7 separate regions of the Mus musculus genome follow, and regions 1, 3, 4, 5, 6 and 7 are each linked to region 2. Evidence: chromatin contacts called from public promoter capture Hi-C data. All regions are on one chromosome and are shown on one strand. The core of a region is the stretch at or near the end of the contact, and the rest is flanking DNA. Distances in the headings are between cores, read along the strand shown. Region 1 holds the start of Helz2 (helicase with zinc finger 2, transcriptional coactivator). Region 2 holds the start of Ythdf1 (YTH N6-methyladenosine RNA binding protein 1). Region 3 holds the start of Srms (src-related kinase lacking C-terminal regulatory tyrosine and N-terminal myristylation sites). Region 4 holds the start of Lime1 (Lck interacting transmembrane adaptor 1). Region 5 holds the start of Gmeb2 (glucocorticoid modulatory element binding protein 2). Region 6 holds the start of Mrgbp (MRG/MORF4L binding protein). Region 7 holds the start of Slco4a1 (solute carrier organic anion transporter family, member 4a1).

Region 1 (3,308 bases), core at 205-2,704, 320 kb before region 2:
CTCTCTCTGTGTGTGTGTGTGTGTGTGTGTGTGTGTTGAGGAAAGACCAGAAAAGCTGCTATATTAAAAAAGAAAATAAAATTTGGATCTTCAGACCAAGTCAGAAATCCTGTTAAGAAAAACCTCTTGAAGAGCTCTTTTTGCTCTCCAGAGATCTCCAGGTAGCTTAACCATCACTAGAGAAAATTCCAAAGAACTGCTATTCCATTCTGCTAGCTCATCTCATGCAGACCAAAAGCCCAGTTTTTAAATTTCCATATCAATTCACTTATTTATTCCAGGTGCTCTTTTGATTATCCTATTAATCAGCGTCCTGTGACCCCAACCTTTTGATTCAGAGACAGCAAACATACATTTTCTCTTAACATTGCAAAAGAATTCAGAGATCTGTCTGCCTTAGTTAAGCCTAGATGACATGCTAGTTTGTTGGGACCCTGCCCTGAAATTATTTCCACCATGCACCGTTTCCATCACGCCTGAGTCTAACCTTGCTCTGTCCTAGGCTGACCTTAAACTCAGGAACCTGCATGCCTTATGCTTTTGTATCTTTGCGACAAGTTGGCTCATTGTGTACCTGTCTCTGTTCCTTTAAATTCATGAAACCCCTCATAATTCATATCGCATCCTTATATTTTTGGATAGTTAAGAAATTATATATTTTCAAATTCCCGTATTTAGAGCTCTTTCCCATAGCCTCAAGGGCTGTCCTGAGGGTTCCAGTGTTTACCATTTTGCAGAGACATAGCCACATCCTCGACTCCTGGACTCTGCTGTTTCTAATTCTCCTGGAGTCATTAATGTTAACAGAGAGGACATTCCTCGAAGGAATGTGAAATATGTACATTATTATACAAACTTGCCTTATGCCCACAGCAGCCATTTGACACTCCTGGAGGCTCACACCAGGACCCTATTCCAAGGGTAGGAACCATGTCACTCTGTCCCCACGGGGGCCATGCCAGGCACAGCATTGACTAAAATTATTAGCGCTTCAAGGAAGAAGTCTAGTGCCTTTTAGGAACAGGTCCTGCCCCAGCATAGAGTTCTCTGTTCCTTGCCTGTCTGGCCCTGCTCCCAAGGACCCTAGCCTTTGGCTATAGCACCCAGAGTAAATTTCCCAAGGCTCTATAGGCAAAGGCTCTCCCACTCCCAAATAGGGGCTTTTTTTTTTTTTTTTTTAATCCTAAAGCCATCTACCCTGGGGCTCATCTTACGGTTCCCACACAAGAGAGTACAGACGTCTAAGTATGAGTAGGGGGAGGGACCGGGAAAGGGCCAGGTTAAATCCTGCTGTGTTGACCTCAAGGGGACTGTGGAGGTGGGGAGTGGGGGAAATCTTCCTAGGGCCAGGGAGCTCCGCCAGGTCTGGGAGGGAGGCTATCACTTGAGGGCGGGGCAGGGGCGGGGCAGGGGGGGCAGTGAGGTAATTTCCGTGCTCTGTCGTCAGAGTTCTGAGTCGCCCCAGGGGCAGAAACGAAACTGATCGCTACTCTTAAGTCGATGCTGGTGCACTGGGTGAGTATGGGGTGGTGGCTGGGGACTGGAGGGGCCACCTAGAGAGGTGTGAAGACCACCCCTTTGCCTGCAAATGGGCAAGATCAGTGGCCTCAGACAGACCCTAGCATCGGACAACTCCATGGACCCCTCTTCCTGCTTCTCCAGCTGCCGGGTATGGGGTTCTAGCTCTGACGACTTAGAAAACTCCACAGAGGAGTGCAGGGAGGGACTGCAGGCTTTGCCTGTTGCTCATTCTTTCCATTTAAAACATAATCTTTGTACCTCAACGATTGCCTTGAAAGTTTAGAGGGCTAGGGTATAGGTCAGTAATAGATTATTTGCTTGGCATGTATGAGTGAGAGAGAGAGAGAGAGAGAGAGAGAGAGAGAGAGAGAGAGAGAGAGAGAGATATGACCTGACTAGGTGTTTCAGGGAGCTAGCTGTTCTCTCGCCCATCCTTGCTGGGTGGTGGTACTAACTAAGACTCTGGGCTCTGGGCATTGCCTCTCCTTCTGGCATCTCTATGGGAGCTCTGAGGAGGGCTATCCAACCTGGGTAGAGCGGAATTTCTACAAGGCTGTGTCCTCCCCTTCAGAGGCTCCTGTTGCCAAGTCCAGGTGGGCTATAGTAGTCCCAGCAGTCAACTAGCAGGTCTCAAGAAAGGGGGTACTCTCTTCAGACGGCCAGGAGCCCCAGAGTTACCAGATGGAGGATTCTGAGGCCTCCCAACTCTTTTTTTTTTCCAGCAGCCACTTGGGCAGGACTTGGAGAGGCCTTTCAGGAGGAAAGGTTGAGTTAGAGTTCCCCCAACAAGCCAAGACTGGGCAGAAGTCTCTGTCCTACACCCGACAGAGGTGTAGGTCCTTCTTGACCTTGGGCTGACTTGCTTCTCTTGTCCTATCACCTCTCCAGGGCTGACGGTTTCAGTACAGCAGCTGCCCAGAAGCCTGGCTCACAATCCTGAAGGACCTGGCCTTTGTCCGAGATGGCATCCGTGGGTTGCAGTCTGAGGTCGGCCAGCACATCCGCCACCAACGGGCCATCCTTAGCCGGACTCTGTGCTAAGGTAGACCTTTACCTGGGCTGCTCCCGCTGCACCCAGTGCCTCAATGAGAGTACCTACATTCTGCGTGAGGTAGAGCACACCTGCCCCAGGGAGATCTTGCTGGCCCGCTTCAAGCAAGCAGCAGAGAGCAAGATCTGGCGTAAGGTGGGCCGCAGGCCTAGCTTCCCAACGCCTATGCGCTATCAAGTCTGTCACTACTATAGGCCAGGGTTGGGCTGTAGGCGTCACTGGAATAGATGCACCTTTGCCCGAAGCCCTGAGGAGGCACTGGTCTGGACATTTGAGCTCAAGAACAACCTTCCCCGATTGAAACTGAAAGAGGCTGTGCAGGGCACCAGAGCCCCAGATAGGCTGCAGACCCCAGCTGACACCATCCGAGCAGAGTTTGGTGGCCACTTCCAACTACTCTGTGCCATCTGCTTCACGTGCTGTCCCCCGTGCCTCTGCCCCGTGGATCCCAGGGGCCATTGCCCTAAGCACCAAATCTGCCCCACACTTCTCATCCATGTTATAGTTGAGGGCCTAAAGCGACAATTCGTGGAGGTGCGGCCACTGCCACAAAGAAGACATCCTTTAAACTACTGCATGTATGTGGGCCGTGGGGTACCATGCCGCCATGGGGCCTCACGCTGTGAGTATGCACACAGTGCTGTGGAGATGGCTGTGTGGAAGGCTGAGCAGTTGGATGGGCTTCAGAGAGGAGATCTGCTCACATATCCTCTCTTTGGGGAAAACAAATGGAAAG
Region 2 (3,391 bases), core at 449-2,948:
AGAGAAGAGCAGGAGCCCTGAGATCACAAGCTGGTTTCCTGGAAGAAAACTAGACACCCAGAAAGTATGGAAGGGCAGGGTATCCAGAAGGAGGTCTGCTGCAGGGAGGTTGTTCATTCTCAAGAGGGCATTCATAGAGAAGGGGCTGTCTCATTTGAGCATCTGTGTCTGTCAGCATGGATAGGTGTCCTCACGGCTGGCCTTCATAGGGCCAGCTGTTGAGTGAACCAAGCCCAGCACACAGCAAAGGCTTGTTCCAGCCAGGTGTTACTTGAATACAGAGCTTATAGCCTCTGGGCTCCATCCATCAGCTCTTCAACAGAAACTTCAACCCAGCTTCCCTGGAGGACATCTAACATCTACAAAATGGCTGACAGCTGTGCCCTTCAACCCAGTGATCCACCTGCATGTGCCTCGCTCTGGTGTCCTCCTATTGATGATGTGCATCAGAAGCTAGGACATTTACTACAACAAATCCAGGGACCAAACATGCCCCAGAAGGGATGTGTGGATGCATCTGGGGTTTGGTCCCTAGCAATGTTCTTGCAATCACATGATAGGTCACAAATTTGCCTGTTATTCCAGTTCCAGGCTATCAGACACCTTTTCTGACCCTTCACATTCACCAAGTGCACCTATAGTGCACATATATACATGCAAGCAAAACACTCATACAAATAACATTTATTTTAAAGGGGCTGGAGAGATGGCTCAGGGTCAAGGTATAAGAGCATTTACTGCTCTTTTAGAGAATCTAGGTTCAATTCTCAGCATCCACTTTGGGGTCTGAACCATCTATAACTCCAGTTCTGGGGTATCTGACACCCTCCTCTGGCCTCCTTGAGCACCAGGCACACATGCAGTGCATAGACATACATGCAGGCAAAACACTCATACACATAAGATTAAAATTAATAAATCTTTTTAAAATTACATTCAAAAGATTTGTTTTATTTTATGTGTGTGTGTGTGTGCCTGCTTGTCTATATATGCATCACGTGCATTCAATGCCAGAAAAAGAGTTCTGGAACCCCTGAGACTGGAGAATTGTAAGCCATCATGTGGGTGTTGGAACTAGCCCCAGGTCCTTTGTAAGAACAGCAAGTAGTCTTGAGCACTGAGCCATTGCTCTAAACCTCAAATAAAACTTTTTTTAACGACGGGAACAGGGAGGAGGAGTCTGTGTGTGGTAGCAGGTTCACTGAGCAAAGAGCTTGCCTGAAAGTGAATGGCTAAATGGCTAATGGGGTGAGTTCTTTGTTGGAGACTCTTTGACGGATGAACTTTCCCCACGTGGAACCCAAAGGGGGCCGTCTAGCTTTCCTCAAAGTCCTCTTGTTTTTACCCTGGGTGATGGAATCAGGTACAGAATCTAACGCGAATACTGGTTATTCTGGCACACTCCTGTCAGGTTCATATTGTCACGGGGCAGGCTAGGAGGCCAGCCCAGCAGCCACAAAACTCTGGGACAGGTGTAGCTAAACTACAACCTCACACCGTCTCCCCAATAGGCGCCGCCCCAGGAGCCCCACGTGACTCTCGAGTCGCCCCGCCCCATCCGGTCCGGTCCCGCCCCTCCAGCGCGAGACTGAGTCCCAAGCGCGAAATCCTGGGCGAGGAGCGACGGTGCGCAGGCGCAATGGTGGCGACTCGACGGCGCTCCCGGCCTGCCCCGCGCGCTGACGTCGCGTAGCTTCGTCCCAGCCGCCGCGGCCGCCATTGGAGTCGGCGCCCCCTCAGCCTGTCCGCTACCTTCCGCTGCTTCCCGCTGTTCCGGCCCGCGTGCCTACAGCTGCCGCCGCGCCCGGCCGCACCCGCGGAGTTGGCGGCGGGGCACGGGGCCGCGCGCGGCGTGACAGGCCCGGCCTCGTGGGAGGCCCGAGCCGGCGGCGCCCGGGTCCCGCGCCGCGCTGTTCATGAAGCATGTCGGCCACCAGCGTGGACCCCCAGGTAGGGGCGTCTCGGGACCACGGTCACGAGAGCAGGCCGTGGACAGGGCAAGACAGGTTGCGGTCTGGGCCGCGCCGGGGACCTGGAGGCTGAGCTGGGGTTAGGGTGCGGGGTCCGGACTGGGAACAGGGAGGCCGGGTCGAAGATCTGAATACCAGGCCGGGCCACGGTTCTGGGGTCCAATGGCGGGGTCGCTGGGCTTGGCTGTGATCAAAGTGTGGGAGATCTGGAGGCCCGGTCGGGGTCGGGTCGCCCTCCGGGTAGCGTTCTTTTCGGATAGTAACTTTGTGTTTCCTTTCCCGGGCTGGGTGGTGTCCACCCGCATATCCTGGCCTGCGGCGATGCAGAGAACAAAAGGACAAGATAATAAAGGTGAGGAGAGTTCCGGGAAGTTGTCCGGACTTGAGAGGAGAACGGGGCAGCGCCAGTCCGTGTGGACAGAGAAAGTCCACCAAGCCAGCCTGGGATCTGAAACTTAGTTTCCTCCCGTAAGCTTGGAGGAGATGAAAGTTTCTATTTCCGGGGTACTTGACAGATTGGAGGGGAACTAGAAAAATAAAGGCGTACCCGGAGTAGTTCAGATAATATTTTGCAATTTCCCCCTTGACCCTGCCAGAACAGTTACCTGGTGGGGAAAGAAATGGTGATCAGACGGCCTCGCAGAGGTCTGAGTGACTGACTGGTCCTCTGTTGCTAGGTAGTGGATGGCTCTGGAGGAGAGTCAGCCAGCTAGCTGTGGATCCGGAGGCCCTGCCCTCCATCCTTAGCTATAGTCATTGTAAGTTTATTGTTATCTCCTGTGATATTCTGGCTTGTAATAAACTTCCAAAACTCTTATGAGAACTCCAGAGTGACACTAAATCCTGGGAAGACTGTTTTTAACCAGTGCATGTTGTTGTTACTTGGGTGTAACCAAATATGGCTCATCGTGTTTTAAGATTGGAAAAGGCCCAACACTTTATTTACCATTCCTTTCCTTTCCTTTCCTGGCTGTGCACTGTAACAGTGGAAAGTAAGTGGAGAATCAGATGATAGTAAGCTTAGGTTACAGCCCTTTCCAGCTGAGCATCCTGCCCTCAGATCTCTGCATAACTAGGCTCTTAAAGCATGTGTCCGCTATTTGCCTGGAGTAGAGTATTGGATTGGAATAGGGAAACCCTGGGTTCGGTCCCACCTTGGGGCGGGGGGTGGGGAGGGAAATCACAAAACTGGCTCCAAGTCTGGTTGCAACAAAATGACATCTGACCGAATTATGATTATATTTTTACTTTTAAAAAAAAAGGAATTTAAGAAAAGTTGTGCAATGCCATTTAACTAGTCATGTAAACATCAGCTCTCTATAGAGTGTGCCCATTTTGAAAGATCATATCTGCTAAAAACTGATGAAAATAGACTTTACTAAGGTTTTCATGCTTAAAAGTAAATTTTTTTAAAGCTTGAA
Region 3 (3,158 bases), core at 6-2,505, 290 kb before region 2:
ATTTCTCACCAGGGAACTACACTGTTAATAATGAGGACTTGGGGATAAAAATCTCCATTTATACCTGTCAAGGGAAGTATAGACAAATTCTCCACAAGGCTGGTCGGTGTGAGATTCGGGGTTCCTTCCATTACTTCTCTAATTTTATATTTATAATTACCTTTTCTACACACCCACTTCCAACATGCCTGTGACATGGACCTTGTACCTTAGGGCTCCTTGTCCCTTCCTGGCTGCTCAAGCCAGGGTCTGGGATTCAGCCATTTGGGATGTTGGGAGGACGAAGCCAATGAGTTCTAGGTATCTCTGGTACACCAGAACTTACAAACGCCCCAGATGCTTCTCTGAAGCATCTGTAGATGGAGAAGGAATAGGAATCATACCTGTTTGATATGTTTGAAGTATAAACAGTACATGAAGGGTCTGTAGCAAATACATATGGAAGCTTAGTAGTATCCACTCAGGTGCTTAAGGTGCTGTGCTTGGGAAAGGAAAGACAGCAAATGGGCAGAAAGCCTGCAAGTGAGGTCCCACCTCAGATTCAAACATTCCCAAGAACTGAGCTGGCTTGAACCTGGTCTCCCTTACCTGACAGTGAAAAATTGGGTGGCAGGCAGCTTGCTTCATTGCACAGAATAAGAATCCTGGACTGGGTAAGAGGCTATCTGAGGCTCGCCCACTGCCCTTCCTTTGCATGCTGATCCCCAGTCATATACCCACGCTGAGGTCTTAGATGTCTCAGTTTCCCTGCAGTGGTATTAAGCATCTCCTGGTTCAGAAATCGTACCCCATGATTACCTATGTACCTGGACCTTCAGTGATTCCCCTAGAGATTACTACCAGCATCTCATTTTACAACACAGGAATCAGGATAGCAAGAGTTTACTGGGCGCTGAGCGTTTGCTCCAGAGGCCTCCGCTGAGTTGGACAGGCTGCACATAGCTACTTGCATCTGGCCCTGAAAGCGGGTGGGAGATGGTGTTGTGTTATGTTAAAGAGCCACCATTTAAAAAGTCAGTGTTTCACAGAAATATGACCTCTGGCGATGAACTGCTCCCTTTGTTGACCCCTCTCCCAAGGCGGCTGCTAGTTGCACGTGCCCAGCTAGCCCGGCAAAGCAGGTCCCTGCAACCTGCGTCTGTTAGTGGGGATGAAAAGGGTAGCTTGTTCCAGAAGGCCCTCCCCCCTACACCGCCCTTCCCGCAGACTCCGCCCAACTCTCTCTCACCCTAGTAGCCTACTGGGACACGAATCTCAAGCCCAGCGGCTTTTAACCCCAGCAGAGATCCAGCTCACCAGACCGCACAGCTGTAGAAGAGTATGTAGACTAGGAGGAGCAGCCCGTGTGGTCCTGGGACGGAGGTCACCGTCCGCCCCACGCATTGATACACCATCCGGGAAACTGACTGTTGTATGCCTGATTAAGGAGCACTCTGTAGTGACCTCCGGGGTTAGGGTTAGGGTCCGTGTCACCTGTCGCTTCCCATTCTGTACCAAATAGGGACGTGGGCAGAAAGCCCGGGGTAAGCCTGGCTGTCCCACCAGCCTTTCCGGTTTCTCTCTTGCACCCTGGGATCCTGGTGCATGGTTGTAGTGCTCAGCTTCTTCAGCGGCAGCACGGAGGTCCCAGAGTACTGACCCGAGGTCGGCTCCATGCGCTTTCGTCCGCAACCAGGCCCCCTAGGCATGGAGCCCTTCCTCAGGAAGCGGCTCACTTTCTTGTCCTTTTTCTGGGATAAGATATGGCCAGCGGATGAATCGGAGGAAGACATCCCCAGGATCCAGGGACACGACGACAACCCAGTGCCGGAGCAAGCCGCTGCCGTTGAACCTTGTAGCTTCCCAGCCCCACGCGCCCGACTCTTCCGCGCGCTCTACGACTTCACTGCTCGATGTGCAGAGGAACTGAGCGTCAGCCGTGGGGACAGACTCTACGCCCTCAAGGAGGAGGGGGACTACATCTTTGCCCAAAGGCTCTCTGGTCCACCCAGCACCGGACTAGTTCCTGTCACCTACCTTGCCAAGGCTACCCCGGAGCCGCCCTCAGACCAACCGTAAGTACCTGGGCTTGGGAGGTAGGGCTGCCAAGCCCAATGAGTAAATCGGAGTTTTGAGAGTAGGCAATACCTGCTTACAGTCAGTGAGGGCTTATTGAGTGCCTGCTGGTACCGGGCTGAGCAGACAGGTGTGCCCGGGCAGTACAAAAGGAAGAGTTGCACAGGACCTGCTCACACCCAGGAGTGAGCAAGTCCTGGGAACCAGTTGTTGGCTAGAACAATTACTCCCCATAGTCACTGCAGGACCCTGCCGCCATACGGAGGTTGCAGTGAGTGGTTTACCTTGCTTCCAGACCAGGAGTTGAGGACTGAGATGCCCTGCCAGGTGATACAGCCTTGCACTGTTTGGGAAGCTGGAGGGGGAGGGGGCACACACCTGAGCCTCCAGGTGGCTCTGGGTCCCCAGTACTTGTAGATGCTGCAAACCAGATCAGAGCCAAGTATTCACATGCTCCTCTTTATCTATTTATATTCACCCAAACACCTCAAATGGGTTTAAGTGTAAGGCAGATATAGCCCTGATTTGCTTTGCTGAGTGGGTATGGGGAAGAGCTTACTCTTTGCCCCCCAAGGCTGGGCAGTCACTGCCAGTGAGTGGCATACCAGAGGGTCACTCAGCAGGGTTCATGCTGGGCAAAAATAAGCTGAAAGCTGAAGAGCTTGTCTACCAAACTGTCCCTGGCCTTACACCCAACTGGTCCTGGCCTGAGTCCTCAGGTCCTACCTGGCATTGCTCAAATTCATCTCTAGCCTCCTGAGGATCCCTCAGCAGTTACAACCTCCCAGGAGAGTTAGTGTGGCCGGTGAAGTAGAGTCACAGGAAAGAGAGCCAGACACAAGCCCTGTGCCTGTTTGCTGGCCCCCAGCAGTGAGTAGGACTAAGCCAAGAAGCTGTTTTAATGGAGGGGTCTCTCAGTTAAGTTATGGGAGACAGAACATAAGAACAGTCCTGTTCACGGAACAGGCAGCATGGAAGGCAGGGCTGGGCTCCTGGAAGTAGGGTTGCTAATGGAGAGCTAATGACTGCCTGACCTAGAGATCAAAGAGCTGACCACACTTATGGTATCATTAGTACCAGACACCTGGCCCCATCATCTAGGG
Region 4 (3,629 bases), core at 402-2,901, 460 kb before region 2:
CAGAGTTGGGTACCTGAGACCTGGTGCTGCCCCTGGACATCTCTAGCCAGCGTGGATGCAGAAGATCCATGCTAGCAGGCCGTGGGGCTAGGGATGAAGTCAAGGCAGAAGTCACTGAGGGGCCAGCTCTAGTGGTGGGAGGCTGAAGCCAGCCCTACACTTATGGTTTCCCAGGAACTCACCTATGCTGGAGCGTGGGCCTCGGTGCAGCTCATGCAGTCTGGTGTCAGACTTGCTGAGGGAGCAGAGGTGGGTCTGTCTCAGCAGTGGCTAGGGAGCAAGGAAGGCTGGTTGATTCCCTGCTGTCTTCACCCTGGCCCCTGGGACAGTCTGGCACTCACCATTTCCACTGGTACCAAACTGTCCTGCAGCCCAGTTTGCTGCCTCTGAGCTCTCTTCCTGGGGGCAAGAGTGTTGTTAGTCTAGTAGGCAGAGGAAGGTGCACAGGTAGTCAGATGCTGGCCCAGGCTCAGTGTGGAAGCACATATAGAGCCGTCATATGGACTTCTCTATCGTGACTTCTGGCTCTGAACCATGCAGGGTGAGGGCAGACAGAATCCCAGGCACATACCTGTGGCAGGCTGTGCACAGTGCCCATAGCCAAAGGAGCAGGGAGAAGCAGCCCAGGACCCAGAGAGCTAGTGGGGCTGAAGGCACTGGTGGCCTCATCCTGTGAAACAGGGAAGAGAGCCCTGGGGACAGAAGAGATGAGCACTGGGGGCTGGCTGCGAGAGCAGTGTACAGCTGCAGCCTACTTGCAGATCTTGCCCACTAGTGGGTTCCTTCTCCCTGGTTGACTCAGCACACCGGAAACCCCCAAGCCTTGCATTTTTGCCGTGCTCTAGGGGGACCCACCTTTCCCTCTCTAGCTAGGGTTCCTGGTAAGAAGTGCTCTGCCTATCCCTGTTAGTTATCAGGAATGGAGATGGAGATAGAGGAGCATGGCCAGGGTAGCTATGACCTCAACTGAACAAGGGTGTATAACTGGAGCTCAAGCCCATCACCTGGGGAATCTCTGACTTCACTCTGACTCTGAGCCACAGACCACAGGTCTCACCTCCGGCCACCAATGCCCACAGAGTGACCCCTGTGTCAGGCAATCTTCCTAGACTACTCACTACAGAAAGGGTGGGTGGGGGAGGTGTGTGTCAATGAACAGGAGGAGCTGCTATGAGGGCCACGTACTCCCACCCTACTCCACACTTCCCGGGGCTCTGGGGCTTCCCTGGAGTTACCCTTTGCAGAGCTGATTAGGGTCTCACCCAGACGTTAAAGGTAAGTAAAATTGGGGTGAACAACAGCCTTCTGAGGTGAGGGCCTGTCTGTTCAGGCTTGGAGTGTAGGCTTCTTTCACTGAGTGGGCCCAAGCTGACTAACCTGGCTACAGCCAAGTTATCAATGGCCTAACCAGGCAGGGACTAACCCTCCCAGACCCCAGAGCATGGAGAGGCTTGGGGGCTGGCCCAGGATAAAGGGTGAGGGAGCACTTACCGAGGCCACCGGGGATTTGCTGCTTGGCCCTGTCTAGGACAGCCAGGAAGATCTTTGTGGGCTGCTGGTGACGCCTCACCTCACTTCCTGTGTTTCTCAGAGCACCTCCCAGCAGCCACACAGCTCTTGCGCAGTTGCTCCCACAGTCTCTGCTCTCCTCACACCTCATCATGGCTAATGCTATCACTAGGCAATTACCACAAAGACCAGCACAGTCCCCTCCACCCCAATGAGGCAGATACCCATTAATGAGGTGAACAAAGCAGGTGAACTGGATGGATTATCGTGGCAGCCAAAAACCAGAAATGAACCCCAAACCCACCCAAGCCAGGTCTGCCTGCTTTTCTCACTGACTGTATTCCTAAGGTGTTTCCATCTCACACACCCTACCTGCTTGTGAGTACTGGGACTGAAGAGCCACCTTAGGTTCTTACCCACTTGGTCAGAGAAGGGAAAAGGGAGAATGTTTTTCTCTTGGACTCTTGGACCCTAGACAGAGGCAGTGGCCTCATTTGGTACTCCCACTGCCCACCTGTCTACTCCCAGGACCTACACAGATCCCTGTGTCCCCAGAAATCCTGAAGCCAGCTGAGTCTCCACTGAGAGAATTGTGATGAAATCACTTTAATGTCCTAAGGAGACACCCCAAGACACTGGTAGGTGGGCTTGGTGGGCAGATAAGTGTTCAAAATCAGCCCTGATGTCCCACCTCTACTCAGCAGTGTTCACACTCTAGGCTGACAAGGCTAATTAAGGGGCATCCTAAGAAGGGGCTGGTTCCTCTTCCAGGTGCTGTTTAGGCATCAGGGTGACAGCTGTCTTTCTGCCAAGGCAGTTTGGAGCTGGGTCCCAGGGCTCTATCCACAATACAGGCAGGGCCGCTAGAACTCTGTCATCTTCCTGTGAGTGTCTGCCTTCCGCTGTTTCCTCTGTAGGTCAGCCTCCTGAGCACGCAGCTGACCCAGCTGCCGCTGGGCTCCCTCCAGCTTCTCCTGCAGATGGGCTGTCGTCATATTGTGCCTAGGGAGAGCCTGCTGGTCAGCATTGCCTCCTGGCTCCCCACTTCCAAGCCCTCAGCTGCTATAGCCAATGCCTGTCCTCTAATATCTAGACCACCTCAGACTCAGCTGCTACTCAGGTCAGGTAACCTTTAGCAGGTATCCTCTGGGCATAGCCACTGGAGCCCATACTGCCTCAGCTGGATCCCACACATACCGGCCAGTGTTCCGGGTTAGGGCCTCCTGGATGCCCCGGATGTCCCGTTGGGTCCGCTCAATCTTCTCCTCAGTCTGGAAGAGCTGCAGGCTCAAAGCCTGCTTGGCGCTCTTGCTGGCGTGATACATGTCTTTGTTCCTTCTCTCTGGGGTATCCACCCCAGCATCTGGGGTCCCAGGAACCTGGCTTTGCAGTTTTTCATTCAAAAAGTCAAACACATTCCGGGGGGGTGGGCGGCCCTCAGGTCTACTACCACTCCTCCGGCATTTTGGAGGCCTGTTGGACCCAGCCTGGCCTCGCTTTGTCTTCTTCTGCAGTATCTCTGCACACTGGTCCAGTGATTTCCCTCTAGGCAACACTACAGCATGGATGGGCTCCACCCGGCCTTCTGCATGCCGGCCCAAACCTGAGAAAGACAGAGGCTGTGCTACCTGCTAGACCTTGAGCTGTGTTAAGGACTCCCTCTCAACTCAGGGCAGCAGGCACTCACCCTTGCCAAACTCATAGCCCATCTTGACGAGGAGTTTGGAGCCAATGCCCCGTGTGTGTACCTCCCAGCCAGCAAAGGCAGAACTGCAGGTCCCAGTGTCCACCGTGCTTGGTTCCACCACTGCAGGAGACAGAGGATTCCAAGTTGTGGGCTCCAGCCAAGGTTACCCAAGAACTTAGTTCCTGTGTAGGGCCTGATCTCCTGGACTTGAGGTCCCCTCAAGTTCCCCAAGCATGCTGTGCACACTCCTGACAACTCTGTCTTTAGAGATGGCTGTATTGTAACCAATTTCCCTGCTTTAGCTTACTATCTGCCACCAATGACCAGAGCCCAGAAACCACCAATTCACATCACAGGTTCCCAGAAACATCTTCCTATCTTTATCCTAACCAACCCCTCAGGAAGACTATACGTTACCTACTAGTTCATTTCC
Region 5 (3,433 bases), core at 413-2,912, 370 kb before region 2:
TAGGCAGTGGGAACTCACTCACTTAGGGGTGGCGGGCACACAGCAATACCAGCTGATGACACCACCTATTCCTTCCACAGATACGGCTCTGCACTGATGAGGGTTGCCTACAGTAGAACTAATCTCAGGCACTGGCAATCAGAATCTGTAATTCTGAGCAGGCTGGGGAAGCTGATTTTTTACATCTGCTAGACTCAAGCTGGGAGAGCTTATGCATGCCTCCAACGATGGTGGTGGTCTTCTACATTCTTCAGCTTCCCTGAACAAATGCTCAGACTGGCCACCAGCTCTTCTCTAGCCAGACCATTTGATCTCATTAGCATTTATTTTTGCAATGACAAACTCACATAACCAAAACAAACAGCAATGACAAAGACTTCCTCATCTCCTTCAGAGTGAAAGTGCAAGTCTCTTATTTACAGTGTTAATTACGTGAAAATGTTGCTTGTTAGTTTCCCATTCTAGCTGCCACCCTGTTAACAGTGAACTCTTGTTCCCGTCCAAGCAGACATCCATTTCTACTCTAAGGATTCTAAGATGGGCAGAGCAGGGATCCTGAAGCCCTTAATTCTAGTGATCACATTCTGAGAGCTGGCTTGGCACTTAGAATTGGCTGTCTTCAGCTGCTTGAAAGCAAGGGGTGGTGGGGAAGGTAAGGGTTTTACTGCCAAGACTACAATGTCTAACAGGGTGCCCAGGCTCCACCAGGGCCAAGATAAACAAGTCTCATTTTGACAGGACCTGATGTTACCTTTGAACCACACAAGAACTGCTTGTCTTTGGCTTTCAACTGTAAGGAACTTAATAAATGTTGGTTACCTTAAATACGCGACCTTCCCTACAAGTTAGAAAAATAAAAGAAATTCTTCGGGCACCCAAGGCCCTCCATGAGACTTTTATGGCTCCAAGATACTTAAGACACTTAACTTTTTGTCTTATTTATTTATTTATTTTCAGAGCTGAGGTCCAAACCCAGGGCCTTGTGCTTGCCAGGCAAGCGCTCTACCACTGAGCTAAATCCCCAACCCCGACACTTAACTTTTAAATTTCATTTAAAACTTTAAATAATGGGCCGGGCATGGTGATACACACTTTAATCTCAGAACTCGGGGCTCTTTGAGTTCCAAGTCAGTCTGATCTACATAGCGAGTCCGTTTAAAAAAAAAAAAGTTTAAATCATGTTGGACTACCCGCTGCAATGTCAGTTGGTCAACTTCGTGAAAACACCGCTCCGCACTGAGTAGTTTGAAAAAGCAAATTCGCAATGCCTTCAATTTTAAAAAAAAGAAACACGATTCTGTCAGAAATGGTTAAGAACGTCCGCACATGAGTTTTAGGACAGTGTCACTGCAAGGCCGAGGCTGGGTTGCAAAGCACACACCTGGGATACTCGGTTCCCTAGTGGAGCCCAAACGCCAGGACTACAAACCTCGGCCTGAACCACAGAACACCTAATTGGGCAGGCACGCAGACCACACGCGCAGGCGCACAAGAGTCCTACGGGGGCAGTATCTCACCACACTGTTCGCTTCCGCGCTGGGCGCCAAATAAGTCTCCAGGCCCGCCCGGCCCGTGCGTGCGCGGCCTCGGTGTTGCGTCACTAGGAAGCGCGCGCCCGAGCCGCCGCCGCCGCCGCCGCCGCCGCCGAATCCCCAACAAGGAGCGAAGGCTGCGGCCGCCACCGCCACCACCCGCCGCCGCACCCGTCACAGCCGGGCGCCGGAGCAGGCCCGTGTGGGCCCAGGTAAGCGGCATCGGCGCGCCCGCGCACCCCCGCGGCGAGGCTTCTCGCGCCGCTCACGCGCCGCCGTCCAGTCAGGGGTCCCTGCGGAGCGTCAGGACGTTACGGCGGGGGGAGGGGAGGCCGGGGGAGGGGCGGCGGGCGCGCGAGGGCGGCGGCGGCGTCAGGCGCGGCGGCGTCAGGCTGGCGGGCGGGCGCGGGCGCCTGGCGGGAGGGCTCGCGAAGGCGGCTCGCTTCCGGCCTCCATCTTGGCCTCGCCAGAGGCAGGGTCGGGTCGTCCGTGAAAGCCGAGGCGGAAGGGGCTGGAGGAGTGGGGAGCGGTTAGGCGGGAGTGGTGGTGTTTGGGACCCATCGGTGGGCACCAGATGGGTCGGGTTCCTGAGGGCGGGTGGAAAGATTGGGAACGACTCATGGGTGGGACCCGTATTGCTGAACCCCTGGCTTGGAACTGAATCTAGAGGCCAGGATCATCAGGATAGGTACTTGATATCAGTGGAACCATGTCAGGGTGGACCTGTCAGATGGGAACCACGTTGATGGGGACCCATTTGTAGAACTGTGTGGTTGGAGGGAATTATTTTGAGTGGATAATCTTATTGCTGGGAACCGAATCGGTTGGCCCAGTTTTAGTCACGATTGGTGACATTTTTAGGTATTTAGTTGGTTACTTCACTGCTGAGCCAATGTTCTCTGTCTTGAAAACATTTCAAACCCAACAGTTTCAAATTATCATTCTTAATAAGTTAAAATTAAATCGATAATATGACTACCTGTCTAGTTTGTTTCTTCATAGGAAATATGGAAAGCTTTCTGGGAAGACATCCTGGAGTACACATACATACATACCATTTGGATATAAAATGGAGAGTGCCAAGAACAAACATGTCAGTGTATGTGCGTATGTGACTGAGAAAAACAAACCTAGGCCATAGATTAACCCACTTTGTGACCTACCTGAAAAGATATTTAGGTGTCCCTTCTGTGCCAGGAGACCAACTCATGGAATGGGCCTGCCTTATGGTAAGGTTTACTAGTCCCTACATTTCATCTTCCCTCCTCCCTGCCTTCCTAGACAGTCTTAGTATCTAGACTGAGGCCATAATCCGAGCATGTGGGAAACAGATGCAGATGTTGTTGAAGGTCAGCCTGGTCTACAGAATGAGTTCCAAGACATACAGAATGACAAAAGGAGAGAGGGGAAAAAATATTTAAGACTGACCTGGAACTAACCTAGGACTTTATTTATTTATTTATTTAGAGACAGGGTTTCTCTGTATAGCCCTGGCTGTCCTGGAACTCACTTTGTAGATGAGGCTGTAGATGATGAGAAATCTACCTGCCTCTGGGTAGGACTCATTCTTAATAGCTTGTGATTATTTTGGAAAATGGCCCCTAGTTTCTTCTTGCTTCTTTTTCTTTGTGAAGGTTTCCATGCGATCATCCTTGGTTTTAGTCAGCTTATATTTCTTGGTTTCTTGGGTCTTTGGGTCAGGGTAGTACAGGGATTGGATGTTATTGATGATTAGTAGCCTGGAAGTCAACCTTTACTTTCCTTTGGCCCTTAGGGATCCTCCAGAGACCCAGGTTCCGCCCAGAACCAAGATCATTGATTGGCATATTTACAGGTGGTAATTAACAAGGGGAATCTGAAAAGCTTAGCATTATGCTTTCTAGCAGAAGTTCATAAGAGTA
Region 6 (3,423 bases), core at 762-3,261, 340 kb after region 2:
GGGTGTGTATAGTAGGCGGGTCCAAGGACAGGGGGCTGCAGAGGTGGGGGGGTGGGGGGGAATGGAGGCGTTCCCTGGGGTAGGAGTGTCTCAAGGGCAGGGAAGTCAGGAGTGTCCCCAGGGAGAGGGCTTCTCGGGCAGGAAAGTCATAGGCTCTTAGACTAGTAGGGCACCCCAGAGTGGGAGGCCACGTCCCGTGGGAGGTCGCAGGCTCCGCCAGCCCGCCCGACGGTTTATCCCGCCCCACCCCCACGCCGGTGCGCGGCGCGGCGCTCACCGACAGGCTTGTGGCCCAGCATGGCGTGGAAGAGGCACACTTCCACCTCAGGGCTCCACACCACCGTCTCCTCAGCAGGGCTCGGGGCTGCCTCGCCTGGGCCCTTGTCGCCTGGGGCGCCCGTGCCGCCCACCTCGGCCTCCCCCATGGCCGCCGGCGATTGACGAGCGCCCGGCGCGAGAAGGGGGAAAATACTACAGGCTCCGCGCAGGCGCACTTGGTGTGGAGGGCGCGCACTCGCCGGGCTGGAGAACGCCGCGTGCCCGCGTCCGCGCAGGCGCAGCGAAGACTGGCTTCCGGTGCAGCAGCGACTCCTGGTGGTTGAACCTTTTACTGCCTACGGCTCTGTCCGGAGAAGGCGAGGGAACAAACCTTATGCTTTAAAAATGCACCAGATGGGCGTGGTGACACACTCCTGTAATTCTAGCTCTCGGGAGAGAGAGGCAGGAGTTCTGAGTCAGCCAAGTCTGCATAGCATGACACACACGGCCCAAAAATCTGGGCTTCACCTGGTTAGGTAATTTGGAAAAGAACTCAGCTAGAAGTGAAGGTGTGTCTCTCCTTGCCAGAGATAAATTGTACAATATGTAAATTACATCTCACTAAAACTGTTTAAGAAAAATAGTTTAAACAACAACAGCAGCAACAACAATAACAACAACAACATCCCATGGGCTAGTGAGATGGCCCATCTAATAGAGATCCTTGTGCACAGCCCATAACTGGAACTCCACCCCTGGATCCTAGAGCTGGCAGGAGAGGAGCAATTCTTAGGAGTTGTACTCTAGAGCTGGAGACATGGCTCAGCGGTTAAGAGCACTGACTGCTCTACCAGAAGTCCTGAGTTCAATTCCCAGCAACCACATGGTGGCTCACAATCATCTGTAATGGGTTCTGATGCCCTCTTCTGGTGTGTCTGAAGATAGCTACAGCATAGTCATATAAATAAAATAAGTAAAAAAAAAAAAAAAAGTTGTATTCTAACCTCTATATGTATTCCATGGTATATGCACACTTGCACACACACACCATAAATAATTTAAAAATTTAAAGCCCAACAATCACATTTTGTAGGAGTGAAGCTCTGTATATCTTTCAGTAGCCCTGACCTGAGTGCACGACAGTCCCAGAATTAAGTGCTTCCTTGGCATCAGAAGACAGAAATCCAGGTCCTGTCGGCCTTGCTACCTACCTGTACCTCCATTCTGTCCCTACAGTGGATCCACTCCAGAAGTGGTTGGATGATTAACTCAGACTGTCAGAATTTCAGGCAGGTGTTAGTAGCTCTACATGGGATTGGATAGGGCCAAGGGCTGGGCACAGCAGCCTTAAGAACATGGTTGCTTCTGGGCCTGAGTCACCCCAGTCAGCTGTGCCATGGGTCCTACCCTGCCACCCATCCAGGTTTCATTACTTACCCATTCCTCAGCCATTGCCAGGCATCAGAATCCCTTTTCTGACTGATGCCTCTCAGACTAAGATGTTGAGAACCTTTGTTCTCCTTTGTGCTATGGGGCCACTGTAGCTCTGAACTCTTGGGTCTTGATAAGGATCACTTGCTGGCTGCCACAAGCCTTGAATCCAGTCCTGACACTCCACTTGCCCCTCATTCAGGCCTGTAACCAGACAATGCTCACAGCAGGGAACCATGGAGGGTGCTGGCTCTGACCTGTCTCATTGTCTGGGACAGCTCAGAGCTCAGAGCCAGACAGCAGTCTGTGGCCAGGCTTCAGCTTTCCCACTGTGAAAGCGTAGCTGGTGGAAAAGTTCCCACAATGCCACAGGGGAGGTGTGGCCCAATAAAGCTTCATAAGGGGGTGTGGGGTCACTGCTATCATGTGGATATGATGCAGCTGGGAGTTATGATCTCACAGGGGCGGTGCCCTTGCCTCTGCTTGGTTGGCATGCAGAACTTGGCTTAGTTACTGTACGGCTGGGTGAAGCATAATCTACCATCTGGGACATGTCATAAAGCAAGTTCCCAACCTAAGAGCTGCCACATATTAAGTGCCCAGGAGCTGATTGATAATATCCTGGTTATTCTCTGAATATCTAAGGCATGGTAGACTCTGCTGCTGACTGCTTCTGGTTCCGGTCCACCTTAGTCTCACCCCTACCAGGTAGGATACTCCTTCAATTTGGAGTGCGTCCTTCTTCAGGGAGCTTCCCTATGTAACCCTCAACCTCATCTATCCTAGCTGGTCCTCTCTGGTTTGTGCGATCTCTGTACTCAGACCACATCCTACCAGCCATGACATTTGCAAACATCCGTCTGTTACTTCAGAACGCGTGACTGGCAATATAGACTTGATGCCTATAGACAGGTTGGATGGTTTAGGAGAGAAGGATGACTTCATTCTTTCTCTCCACGAAGCCACAGCAGGTCTCTGCAGAACTCTCTGTTAGGTAGTAGGAAGTAGCTGAGCATCAAGGTCAGCAGCTAAGACCCCGCCTACTATCCCACGCTAACTTCTTATTTTCATGAACATGTAGGCTCTCTAGTCCAAAAGCATGAATTAAGAGGAAGCTGTGCTTGTTCGTTTTGTAGCGCTCCTGTGATTATCACTCTCTAACAAGGAGCTGTAGAGAAACCATTAGCCCATGATCATGTGTGTGATCCCGTAGCTTCAAAGTGAATTCACACCTGTTGGGAGCTGAGAGGTTCCTTCAAACCTGATAGAAGGATTTCTTTGGTCTGGAGCAGGTGTCTGTGTGGCACACCACCAACTTTCTGTAGAAATGGCTGGTGAAGTTTGCCCAGATTTGTCTTCTCCGTGAGGTCTTCAGGTGGTTCCAGGTGGCCAGGATATAATCAGCTTTGTAGCAAGACTCCTTACTTCCCAGATACAAAGTAGACAATGATATATATCTACTAGCCAACTGGTCAAGTCCTTTCTCATTTGTTGCGACTCCTGCTGCTTAAGTCTTTTATACAAGATAGATACAAGTGCTGGGATTCTTGATCCTAGTGTGAAGGGTTCAGACTGGGCTCAGGTGAGAAATAAAGGCCATAGAAATGCTCTCCTTCATTTAATGAATATACAAGCCTAATAGTTTATACACCAGTCTAGTTTACTTTGACCAGTGTGAACTATTCCCCAGACCATGTCTAGGTCTCAACCAACTGTTATTTCTTATTCAAGGTC
Region 7 (3,279 bases), core at 88-2,587, 460 kb after region 2:
TGTGTCATTTCTAGGCAAGCCAAACATCCCGGTGCCCCAGGCTGCTCCTCTGTGCAAGGGGACTTTAAAATGCTGCCTGGGACTGCTCTTATCCAAAGCCCTCTCCAAGCCAGCAAATGCCAGGCTCAGCAAACAGCGCCTGCTGTCCCCATTACCACAGCTAAGATTTATAAATAATTCGGCTAAACACCAGGTGTTCTCTTCCCTGCCGTCCACCTGCCCCAAGCTGCTTTAACAACAGCTGACTAGACAGCTACCTTGGTTTACTAAACTACAAAACAAAACAAAACAAAACAAACAAACAAACAAAAAACACTGCCCTGAAGTTGGGATAGTTCCATCACAAATGGGCAGTTTCAACACCTTGGGACAGAAACACCCCAAGGCCATGTCTGGGGGAGGCCAGCAATCCTCATCACGCTAAACTCAAGCCACTGCGCCTGGGGCCCCAAGCTATAAGGTGCGACTATGTGTCTCTATCTCATTTTTCCTACAGATGCTCACCTCTCCTGTGAAGGAGGTACCCTGCCTTGAGTTCCCGGGTTTGGAGCTAAGCGTGCCAATCAGGCAGCAAAGCGACCCGAACTCTCGTTGGCGTACACACGCGTCCGGGGGCATCGGAGAGCTGCGTGAAGGTACCGGGCCTCAGGGACCCGGGCATCCGCGCTCCTCGTAGGGACAAAGCCCGCCACTAGTGAGCAACTTCCGTGCTCCACGTTTCCCTCGGTCTTAGCAACAACCACCACAGCCACTGGATCTGTCGCTGAACAGACCCGCAGAGGCTCGCACCTGCGTATACTAGCAAACCTTTAACCTGGGCCGACAGCTCTAGCGGTCCCCCCCCCCCCCTCACGCTTTCCTGCGCCCCAAGTCCACTCCCATCTTCCCTCTCGCTCTAGCGCAGCGGCTCTGCCTTCCCCCACCCCACTGCAGACTTGCAGCTTCCCTCATGTGCAGTGAGAAGGGGTGAATTCTGCATCCGGCTCCCTTGAGCCCACTCTGTCCCCGCATTGGTTCCCCGGGATGTGTCTTCAGACAACGCACCCGGGGCTCCGCCGCGCTTTAGTCCAGCCTCCGCAAACACCTGCCGCGCTCCTGACGTCAGCAGGTCGGAGTCTGGCATACCTAGGAGGCATCTAGTACGGAGCCAGACCCTGTCCCCATCCTGGTCCGAGACCTCAAAGCAGTCCAGATCCCAGAGCACTCACCTTCCCACGAACCCGGCTGCCGCGCTGCGCCCTGCGCTCTGGACTACGCGCGCAGCCCACTCCCGCTTCATTCATCGCCCAAGCCGCTCCCGCAGGGATGGGGGTAGTGGCCTCACCACCGCCACCAATGGCAGCGAGGCTCGGGCGGGCCGGGGCCAGAGGTGACAGTAGCGAGGGCGCGCCGGGGCGGGGCCGAGCGGAGGGGCGGAACTTGGGCGGGTCAGGGACAGCACAGAGAGCGGGACTTAGCTAGTGCTTTGCACGCGGTGATTTCTTTCTGTTGGGGGACACTCTGGAGGTTGCAGGCTAGGAAAATATGGCTCAAGTCTCACTGCGTCGTAGATGCCACCTGCTCAAGCGTGGAACCGAGGCGTTGGAGGGCGCGAGTAGCGATCCCCTCAGGCGTGGGGTACAGCTCCAGCCCGGCAAAGGGATCTCTCCACTCTCTGCTCAGGTCAACCAGTGAGTTCAGTGCAACGGGGCGCTGGGCCAAACCACACCCTCACCGGAGGAGCCCACAGGGTTCCAGTTCCGGGTACTCTTGACCTGAGATGGAGAGAGAATATACCAGTCACCTTCAAATTGAGGCGTTCTCTGCTGTGCGACCTTGAACATATTTCTGAACCCCTCTGGGCCAGTTTTCGCATCTGTAAAACTAAGATAATTAGCCATACGAGTGTGATGGCTACTGCTTGTAAGCCTGTGGGTATTCGGAAGGCTGGGGCAGAAGAAGGGTCCCACTTTCATAGTTCTAGGCCAGCCTGGGCTACAAAAGAAACCCAGTCTCAGAAAATCAAGCAAACAACCTTTTTTATTTTTTATTTTTCTTTTTTTTTTTAATTTTATGATTCCAACACATCACTGAAGGAAATGGAAAACAGTAGCTGGTCTGAATTTAGCCAAGTAACAGCCGACAGCCACTAGCCATTAACATCATACCACTGACAATCAACAGCCGATGGCAGAAACTCTCCATATATGTCTCCCTTTGGGGTGTATTACATTTAATTGAAAATACATGTGAGCCAGGTGTGGCGATGTTCACCGATAATCCTATACATACATGGGGCTGATGCAGGAGAATCTTTAGTGGGAGAGCCACACTGGGCTACCTAATAAAATCCTGTCTGGATTTAAAAATAAAAATAAAACAAAACAAAACCAAGAACAACAACCAAAGCAAAACAATAGAAACAAAATAACCTTCCCCAACTCTCCAAGGCATCCAGAGTTTATAATCTGGACAGGGGAAGTAAAGGCAGAAGGAATCAGAGTCTGTGATCAGCTTGGGCTACACAAAAGTAAAGTTAGTGTGGACCCTGCTGTCAGCTCATGAGGACATCACTAGTCACAGGGTGCCTGGGGACAGACCCTCCATGCAGCCTCGGGAGCTAAGGCAGGGCTCTTCCTTTATGTCTAGAGAAGAGACTGGCTGCTGAGCTTAGTTCTTCCAGCCTGACTTGTTATTTATCAGCATGTCTTCCCGGAGTGGGTGTGGCCGGAACCTACTCATGTTCTATCCTGGGAACCTCTGGTGATGACTTCAGGGTCTAGGGTCTACTTGTCAACATGTGAGTCTCTGCTCCAAAAAAAGCTGAGCTTCACTTCCACTGCCCCAGGTGTTGACCTCCATACCTGAGGCTGCCTCTGCTCAGAGAAGACATCAGGAAGAATAGACAGCCAGGCACCATGAGGTATACACGGCTTTACTAGTCTCTCTCTCTCTCTCTCTCTCTCTCTCTCAACATCTCCCTTAGGTACATGGACCTCAAGACCTGAAGCCAGAGAAAGCAGGCTGAACACAAATTTGAGAGATTGTGAGTCCTCTGCTTCAGGACGTGTGAGTAGAACTTCTCACTAAAGGGGACTCGTGGAAGTGCTCCAAATGTCAGGAGCAGGCTTGGACACCGTGCTTCCAACACTTAATTTTGGGTACATCCCTGAAACCAATATTGGTACAATATTTTTCCTTTAAACATCTGGTGTGTTTTATGAAAAGGGTAAGTTTGTTTTAAAGACAGTAACCAGGGTTGATTACTGTAGAGCGGTCACCAGAAAAATAGATTAAAAA

What was found. Promoter capture Hi-C pulls out the DNA fragments that hold promoters and counts their contacts.
Region 1: a promoter capture Hi-C map of pre-B cells shows a contact between it and region 2, with 4 times the contacts expected there. The contact joins the promoter of Helz2 here to the promoter of Ythdf1 in region 2. A contact is called at or near these places in 1 of 39 promoter capture datasets (pre-B cells), 1 of 484 Hi-C or Micro-C datasets (neutrophils) and 4 of 115 datasets of contacts at active chromatin or transcription factors (bone marrow-derived dendritic cells, embryonic stem cells, extraembryonic endoderm stem cells and 1 more).
Region 3: a contact with region 2 is called in a promoter capture Hi-C map of stem cell-derived epiblast-like cells, with 2.1 times the contacts expected there. The contact joins the promoter of Srms here to the promoter of Ythdf1 in region 2. A contact is called at or near these places in 5 of 39 promoter capture datasets (the 3T3-L1 cell line, embryonic stem cells, liver and 1 more), 2 of 484 Hi-C or Micro-C datasets (CD4 T cells and nephron progenitors), 2 of 115 datasets of contacts at active chromatin or transcription factors (bone marrow-derived macrophages and regulatory T cells) and 1 of 9 other capture datasets (pancreatic islet).
Region 4: a promoter capture Hi-C map of liver shows a contact between it and region 2, with 3 times the contacts expected there. The contact joins the promoter of Lime1 here to the promoter of Ythdf1 in region 2. A contact is called at or near these places in 4 of 39 promoter capture datasets (hippocampal neurons, liver and stem cell-derived epiblast-like cells), 1 of 115 datasets of contacts at active chromatin or transcription factors (memory CD8 T cells) and 1 of 9 other capture datasets (macrophages).
Region 5: a promoter capture Hi-C map of pre-B cells shows a contact between it and region 2, with 3 times the contacts expected there. The contact joins the promoter of Gmeb2 here to the promoter of Ythdf1 in region 2. A contact is called at or near these places in 9 of 39 promoter capture datasets (the 3T3-L1 cell line, 3T3-L1-derived adipocytes, the HPC-7 cell line and 5 more), 10 of 484 Hi-C or Micro-C datasets (CD4 T cells, CD8 T cells, LSK cells and 6 more) and 2 of 9 other capture datasets (adipose tissue and pancreatic islet).
Region 6: a contact with region 2 is called in a promoter capture Hi-C map of pre-B cells, with 5 times the contacts expected there. The contact joins the promoter of Mrgbp here to the promoter of Ythdf1 in region 2. A contact is called at or near these places in 24 of 39 promoter capture datasets (the 3T3-L1 cell line, 3T3-L1-derived adipocytes, the C10 cell line and 16 more), 17 of 484 Hi-C or Micro-C datasets (CD4 T cells, CD8 T cells, the G1E-ER4 cell line and 9 more), 7 of 115 datasets of contacts at active chromatin or transcription factors (cardiomyocytes, effector CD8 T cells, extraembryonic endoderm stem cells and 4 more) and 3 of 9 other capture datasets (adipose tissue, embryonic stem cells and liver).
Region 7: a contact with region 2 is called in a promoter capture Hi-C map of stem cell-derived epiblast-like cells, with 4 times the contacts expected there. The contact joins the promoter of Slco4a1 here to the promoter of Ythdf1 in region 2. A contact is called at or near these places in 6 of 39 promoter capture datasets (HPC-7-derived erythroid cells, cranial neural crest, hippocampal neurons and 3 more), 3 of 484 Hi-C or Micro-C datasets (CD4 T cells, double positive thymocytes and embryonic stem cells), 2 of 115 datasets of contacts at active chromatin or transcription factors (embryonic stem cells and microglia) and 2 of 9 other capture datasets (adipose tissue and liver).

The regions. Positions count from the first base shown.
Region 1 is chr2:181,240,173-181,243,480 of GRCm38.p6, reverse strand. It overlaps Helz2 (helicase with zinc finger 2, transcriptional coactivator), which reads left to right and starts at 1,454. Exons shown (of 19, transcript NM_183162.2): 1 at 1,454-1,515; 2 at 2,410-3,308. The coding sequence starts at 2,483.
Region 2 is chr2:180,919,243-180,922,633 of GRCm38.p6, reverse strand. It overlaps Ythdf1 (YTH N6-methyladenosine RNA binding protein 1), which reads left to right and starts at 1,698. Exons shown (of 5, transcript NM_173761.3): 1 at 1,698-1,950; 2 at 2,298-2,322. The coding sequence starts at 1,924.
Region 3 is chr2:181,211,268-181,214,425 of GRCm38.p6, reverse strand. It overlaps Srms (src-related kinase lacking C-terminal regulatory tyrosine and N-terminal myristylation sites), which reads left to right and starts at 1,255. Exons shown (of 8, transcript NM_011481.3): 1 at 1,255-2,054. The coding sequence starts at 1,654. It also overlaps a transcript of Fndc11 not described here.
Region 4 is chr2:181,379,257-181,382,885 of GRCm38.p6, reverse strand. It overlaps Lime1 (Lck interacting transmembrane adaptor 1), which reads right to left and starts at 1,651. Exons shown (of 5, transcript NM_023684.2): 1 at 572-1,651; 2 at 342-399; 3 at 183-270; 4 at 1-87. The coding sequence starts at 669. It overlaps Zgpat (zinc finger, CCCH-type with G patch domain), which reads right to left. Exons shown (of 6, transcript NM_001048148.1): 4 at 3,197-3,316; 5 at 2,707-3,112; 6 at 2,093-2,511. The coding sequence ends at 2,373. It also overlaps a transcript of Zbtb46 not described here.
Region 5 is chr2:181,286,195-181,289,627 of GRCm38.p6, reverse strand. Gmeb2 (glucocorticoid modulatory element binding protein 2) reads left to right here and starts at 1,662. Exons shown (of 10, transcript NM_198169.2): 1 at 1,662-1,744.
Region 6 is chr2:180,579,810-180,583,232 of GRCm38.p6, reverse strand. Mrgbp (MRG/MORF4L binding protein) reads right to left here and starts at 2,011. Exons shown (of 6, transcript NM_028479.2): 1 at 1,696-2,011; 2 at 278-622. The coding sequence starts at 425. It overlaps Gm30144 (a long non-coding RNA gene), which reads left to right and starts at 1,365. Exons shown (of 5, transcript XR_001783605.2): 1 at 1,365-2,397.
Region 7 is chr2:180,454,303-180,457,581 of GRCm38.p6, reverse strand. It overlaps Slco4a1 (solute carrier organic anion transporter family, member 4a1), which reads right to left and starts at 1,337. Exons shown (of 12, transcript NM_001355218.1): 1 at 1,209-1,337.